2 separate regions of the Bombyx mori genome follow, and region 1 is linked to region 2. The links are chromatin contacts, called in public Hi-C maps. All regions are on one chromosome and are shown on one strand. Each heading gives the region's core, a stretch centred on a gene start, on an enhancer-like site or on the middle of the called end of the contact. The rest is flanking DNA. Distances are from core to core; before and after follow the strand shown. Region 1 overlaps LOC101741989 (equilibrative nucleoside transporter 2). Region 2 holds the start of LOC101741989 (equilibrative nucleoside transporter 2).

What was found. A called contact is a pair of places that touch in the nucleus more often than the background predicts.
Region 1: a Hi-C map of whole pupa shows a contact between it and region 2, with 2.6 times the contacts expected there. The contact joins the enhancer-like site here to the promoter of LOC101741989 in region 2. A contact is called at or near these places in 3 of 7 Hi-C or Micro-C datasets (midgut and whole pupa).

What each region holds. Positions count from the first base shown.
Region 1 is chr26:4,082,110-4,084,997 of ASM3026992v2, reverse strand. LOC101741989 (equilibrative nucleoside transporter 2) reads right to left here. Exons shown (of 10, transcript XM_004933007.5): 7 at 1,623-1,821; 8 at 99-214. Among protein-coding and RNA genes, the nearest start is that of Osi20, 18 kb to the left of the region's middle. Within about 2 kb of position 1,512, at least 1 of the 8 cell types and tissues checked has open chromatin away from gene starts, as enhancers often do.
Region 2 is chr26:4,048,867-4,051,566 of ASM3026992v2, reverse strand. LOC101741989 (equilibrative nucleoside transporter 2) reads right to left here and starts at 1,388. Exons shown (of 10, transcript XM_004933007.5): 1 at 1,217-1,388.

The DNA of each region.
Region 1 (2,888 bases), core at 263-2,762, 33 kb before region 2:
GGCAGGTTCGCGAGACGCCCCACCACCGGCATTACGTGTATCCTCACAAATTGTAGCAGATACTGTAGATATTGTAGTAGATAGTAGTAGATACTCACAAATTGCCAGAGGCTGGCGGTGATGTTCCCCAGCATGGCGGTCACGTTGAACGTTATAAAGCACGTGATCGAAACGAAATTTTTACCGAGAAATCCCGGAGTCACTGGATCAATTTCTGGTGACAGAAAAAAAACAACAAATCTATACTAATAATATATAAATCTACTTTTTTTTCCCTACCTATGCTGATAGCCTTCAGAGGCTATTTCAGCTTCACCCTAACGTGTGTAGGTGAGCTCACGGGGCTCACCAACCCACTGAGTATCTCGCCGGATCTTCTCAGTGGGTCGCGTTTCCGATCCGGTGGTAGATTCTGCGAAGCACGACTCTTGCTAGGGTTAGCTTTAGCAACGTCGTCAGGTTCGAGCCCCGTGAGCTCACCTACTAGTTAAGGTTCCGCTGATATAGCCTCCCAAGGCTATCAACTTAGGTAGGAAAAAAGGGGCTCAAACCGGAGTGTTGCTAACACTGACCCTAGCAAGAGCAGTGCTTCGCAGAATCTACCACCGGATCGGAAACGCGACCCACTGAGAAAATCTGGCGAGATACTCAGTGGGCTTAAATCTACAGTAGTTTTTACGGATGTTCCGTTATAACTACTGAACCATGCGTCCGATTGACTTGAAACTTGGTATCCATGAAGAAAATACATGTACTTAATGGATAGGTTAATATTTATATGCGTGTTGTACTCCCTACACCAGTTGCGGTTATATTAATGATGAGAATCTTTGTGGGGGTGAGAAATAATAATGTTAATTTTAAATGCCCAGCGAAGCGGACGGATACAGCTAGTAATATTATATAACTATTCGCAGTGGATTTATGATTCACACTTGTACAACATTTTGACTAGCTGATCACTCGAATTCATTAAACTTGACAAATTTTCATGACTGTCACGGACTAGTTATGAATGGAATGATCGTTTCTTTAAGTGACTACTGATATGTTGATGATATATTACTCTCTGCACTACAATTATTGGGAATTTATCGAAAATAACTGTACATCTCATTGATGGCGGTAGAGTGTATGGTGATTGCATATCAGTCCCATCGGTCTAGCAGATAGTGACGCACCTCGGTATGAAGCGAGTTAGTTCTAATTCAAGACGATTTAGTTTCGGAGCAATTCACGTTATGCCTTCGAAATAAGGTAATAAATTTTGTATATATATGATGATGAGCTCGATGGCTAGACGAGCTCACGGCTTACCCGGTGTTAAGTGGTAACCGGAGCCCATAGACATCTACAACGTAAATGCCGGCACCCACCTCGAGGCATGAGTTCTAAGGTCTCAGTTTTTACAGTAAATTTTTATATTATCTAGGAAGTCTATTATAACACAGTTCTACTCTCTAAGTCGAACCCTATGATTGTATGGGCAGGCTCGCGACATTGACCAGTGTGGGTGATCGCATTACACTTCATCTCCATACAACAAAGACTGCGAGAGCTTAGAATAGGCACACAGATAACGAATTAAGCATAAAAATATAGTTTGTCTCTTTCTAACCCACCCGAATGCAAGCCGGGGTAGATCGCGAGCGTCACAAAGAAGGTAACGAATATGTTGTAGAGCTGAACCCAGGATTGCGCGAAGATCGTTCCGTACGGTATGCTCCTCTTGTTCGGACTCGAATTCTGATCGGTGGCTGCGAGGGCAGGGTTCACTCGCATCGTCCTCTCTTGCAGAGTATCGTGATAACGATAAAACCTCTGTAATTAAATAATATCGATAAGAAAAACGTTTCATGATTGAGACTCATCTCAAATTGAATACGAACATCGAATCGTTGGTCTAAAAAAAAAAATTATCTGTCACTGTCACTTTTTGGCGGGAACGCGAGAAGCAAACTTTTGTCAATTGTATTTATTTTGTTAATTTAGTTTTTCTTCGAGTAAATTGTAGGATTCGACGTCTGGATGCATTGTTGTTATGTTTGTTCTGGTCTCGTCCTTAACACAGGAAAATACTATTTAGAACGTTTTATGTGAAAGATCCTTGCAACTATAGAGGGAATCATCTATATGTACTGTATGTACGATTTAATATATTTCTTTGGTATAAAACCTTTGCTTCCTAAACAGATATTTATTTGTCTAAAGCACTTTCTATATATTTAATTGACTAAAGTTGACTCATAGCCCAACTGTGCTAATACCACCATACGATAGACACGAGATCAAGAAATTCCTAGATTTAAAGAGGTAATTTTTAAGGGATTTCATGACCTGGTAACTAAGACCTTTAGGTCAAGTCTTATTTTAATTTTAATGAAAACTTTCTTGTATGAAAAATGATAATAATATTATGAAATGAAATGAAGTTGATTAATATGAAACATAGCATGAAATCGAAATGAAATGAAAACGGAATGTAATGAACTGAAATGAGATGTTATGAGATGAAATATAATCTCAGTAAAATGGAGGTCATTTACTGAGACGTTTTTCAGTGGACTTTTTGAAGGATCCCAAGAAGTTACGTCCAGCGGCTTTGTTTTATTTTGCCACATTTATGCACTTTCACAGATACTAAGCAGTTAATAAACCACCGTTATTACACATTTAAACCTGAAGAAACACTAAATAGAAAAAATAAAACGTCGCGTTCCCGCAAAAAGTCTTAAAGAGGTAATAAATAAGTCCTTAACCAATTAAAATTCATGGTCACACTTGTGGCGGGTAGCCATCATACAACGCAAGATATTTGACAGATGCCTGAATCTCGCTTACGACATTTTCAAGATAAGTTCGCATATATATAATATACAAGTTCCGAA
Region 2 (2,700 bases), core at 139-2,638:
GGCCAAACTATATTGGCCTCTTGCATTCTATGACTTTCCTATTTTATTCCAGGTGAGCAGCCATCACCTTGGTATGAGTCTGAGGGAAAAACTGACTAACAATTTCTCTTATATACTGAATCGGTCTGAATTCATATTTTCACAACCTGAGCCGTAAGCTAAATGCAAATTTGATTCCGGAAAAATGGGAGTACTCAACAAAGCAAAGCAGAACACTGTCCTGATGTGAATCGAAACAGAGATTCATGCTTTACAATGTTGTGGTCTAGCCTTATATGAGAAATTACTGCTATTGGGTATACTTTCAGATACTATCATTTGACTTGACCCATACCACCAAGGCAATGCACTCCTCTCATTAGTGTTTCCAAAGCACTGTGACAATTCCTTATTCAAATGAATTCAATGAATTCCAGTCACATCTTGAATTTTTTTATATTAATTATCTTTTATCATCACACATCAAAAATAATTAAGTACTATATTTAGTAAATATGGATCATGGCTTGTTAGTTTTTGGCAAGCCGTACTAGTCTTTAGTCTCTAGACCGAACTAGAGACAGGATGATCCAACTATAAAATTCAGAGACATGTATGTATAAGGTTTCTGTGTGATACGTCTTTTTGTCAGATATCTTGATCTCTACTTTAATTTTAAAAGTTAATTACAACATGAACATTTTTTTTTTTTTATTTATTGCTTAGATGGGTGGACGAGCTCACAGCCTACCTGGTGTTAAGTGGTTACTGGAGCCCATAGACATCTACAACGTAAATGCCACCACCCACCTTGAGATATTAGTTCTAAATGTCAGTTTATAGTAATTGTTAAATAATGAAAATATTTAGGCAAGAATTATTTTTTTACCTTTGTTTAAATATTGGATTGATTCCATTTTGTATGGAAAAATATTGAAATGATATTTCCATTCCTGGACTTCATACATTCATACTGTATTAAATAGTTTTAATAAAAACCATTTTAACTGCAAATATTAGGTAGGTACCTATTTGTAATGTTAAAAATTGGTTTTTGCACACTATACATTATAACTATGTAAGTAATATGATTATTGTCCAAAAGAGCTAAGAGTAAGCTTTTTAAGAATCGTATGTTAAGCTTTTATTACAAAGGATTATGAATTGAAAACTAACTATATATATTTTCGGAAACGTGCTTCGTTCAACGCGTGGTTACCATTTACTTATCACTTACCGTCCTAATTTTACTGTGTCCTAAATAAACTTTTCAAGAAATCTATTAAGTTTTCACTATACACAAACTTTTTACTATTAATAACTACACTTTTATTTTTAAAGGGTTAAGCACGTCCAACACGCGCGCGTCTCAATGTTTCCTTAACACTTGTGATTTATATCATTCATTTCATTGTAGTAAGTTTATTATCTATGTTCATTGTGTGATTGTGTGAATGTATTTTTTAGTTTCACAGACTATATAAGGATTACAGAGTATACAGAAATATAATAGTCTAATAACCGTGTTATTTATTAGTACTCATTGGTTTATCTTAATATATTAATTTGACTCTAATAAATATGTTAACTAAAAATAATAACCGATATTCTGATAGGGATGCCGATTTACATTAAGATCGAGATCGAAAACATTTCTTAGAAATCTTTTTGAAGTAAGTCAAGTTTTGATTTACGTGATAAATACGAGTTAATAATTTACGTCACACAACACTTGATTAATCAGGATTTAATCGATACAAATTTCAAAAACATCAATACCAGTATAGATGTCGTCGTAGCTTAAAGGATGAGACGTCCGGTTTATTTGTATCAAACGAGGCAACGCAACGGTGTTCGAATCCCCAGGCGGTACCAATTTTTCTAATGAAAGACGTAGTTAATAAACGTTCACAACTGACTTCCACGTAAAGGAATAACATCGTATAATGAAAATTAAGCCCGCAAAAATATAATTTGCGTAGTTACTGGTGGTAGGACATTTTGTGAGTCCGCGCAGTACCACCACCCTGCTTATTTCTGTCGTGAACTATAATGCGTTTCGGTTTGAGGAGTGGGACAGCCGTTGTACTGTTACAACAAGGACCTTTACTTTATCTGTCGTGATAGGTTAAATATAATATCGAGGTTGTAATTTATTTATTTCTTATTTTAATTATATAATATGTATTTATGTAATAATTTTTGTGTTTGATTGAATTCAATTCACCTAATTTTTTGGATGTGAAACATCTATAGCCGCACGTAAAACCGATTTCTGGCGTGGCGACGCATGCCGTGGCGACGCGTCACCACGCTACATGATGGTATATATATACAGTCTATATGCAGTAGTGTGTACGGTGTGGCGACGCGTCGCCATGTGCAATCGACTGTGCGATTCTCTCCCACTCGATCCGGCGTTATGCCATCTTTCTCGCTTCACTGAGCTCGGATACCTATAGTGTATACTCCGTAGTGTATAGTGTTGTTTACTACAGTACACATAACCTGTGTTTTACTTCAAAACAAATTATTTTTTCGTAATATTTTCTTTTATCATTATGACATATTTAGTTACTATCACAATCTTATCTTTTCTGCATATTACTTTTACAAAATAATGTCGATGTTTCACATCTGCCAGGCGTCCCGTGACTGCTCACATTTTTTTTTACAATTCATTTGTCGATATTAATTGTTTATAAATTTATAATAATGCGT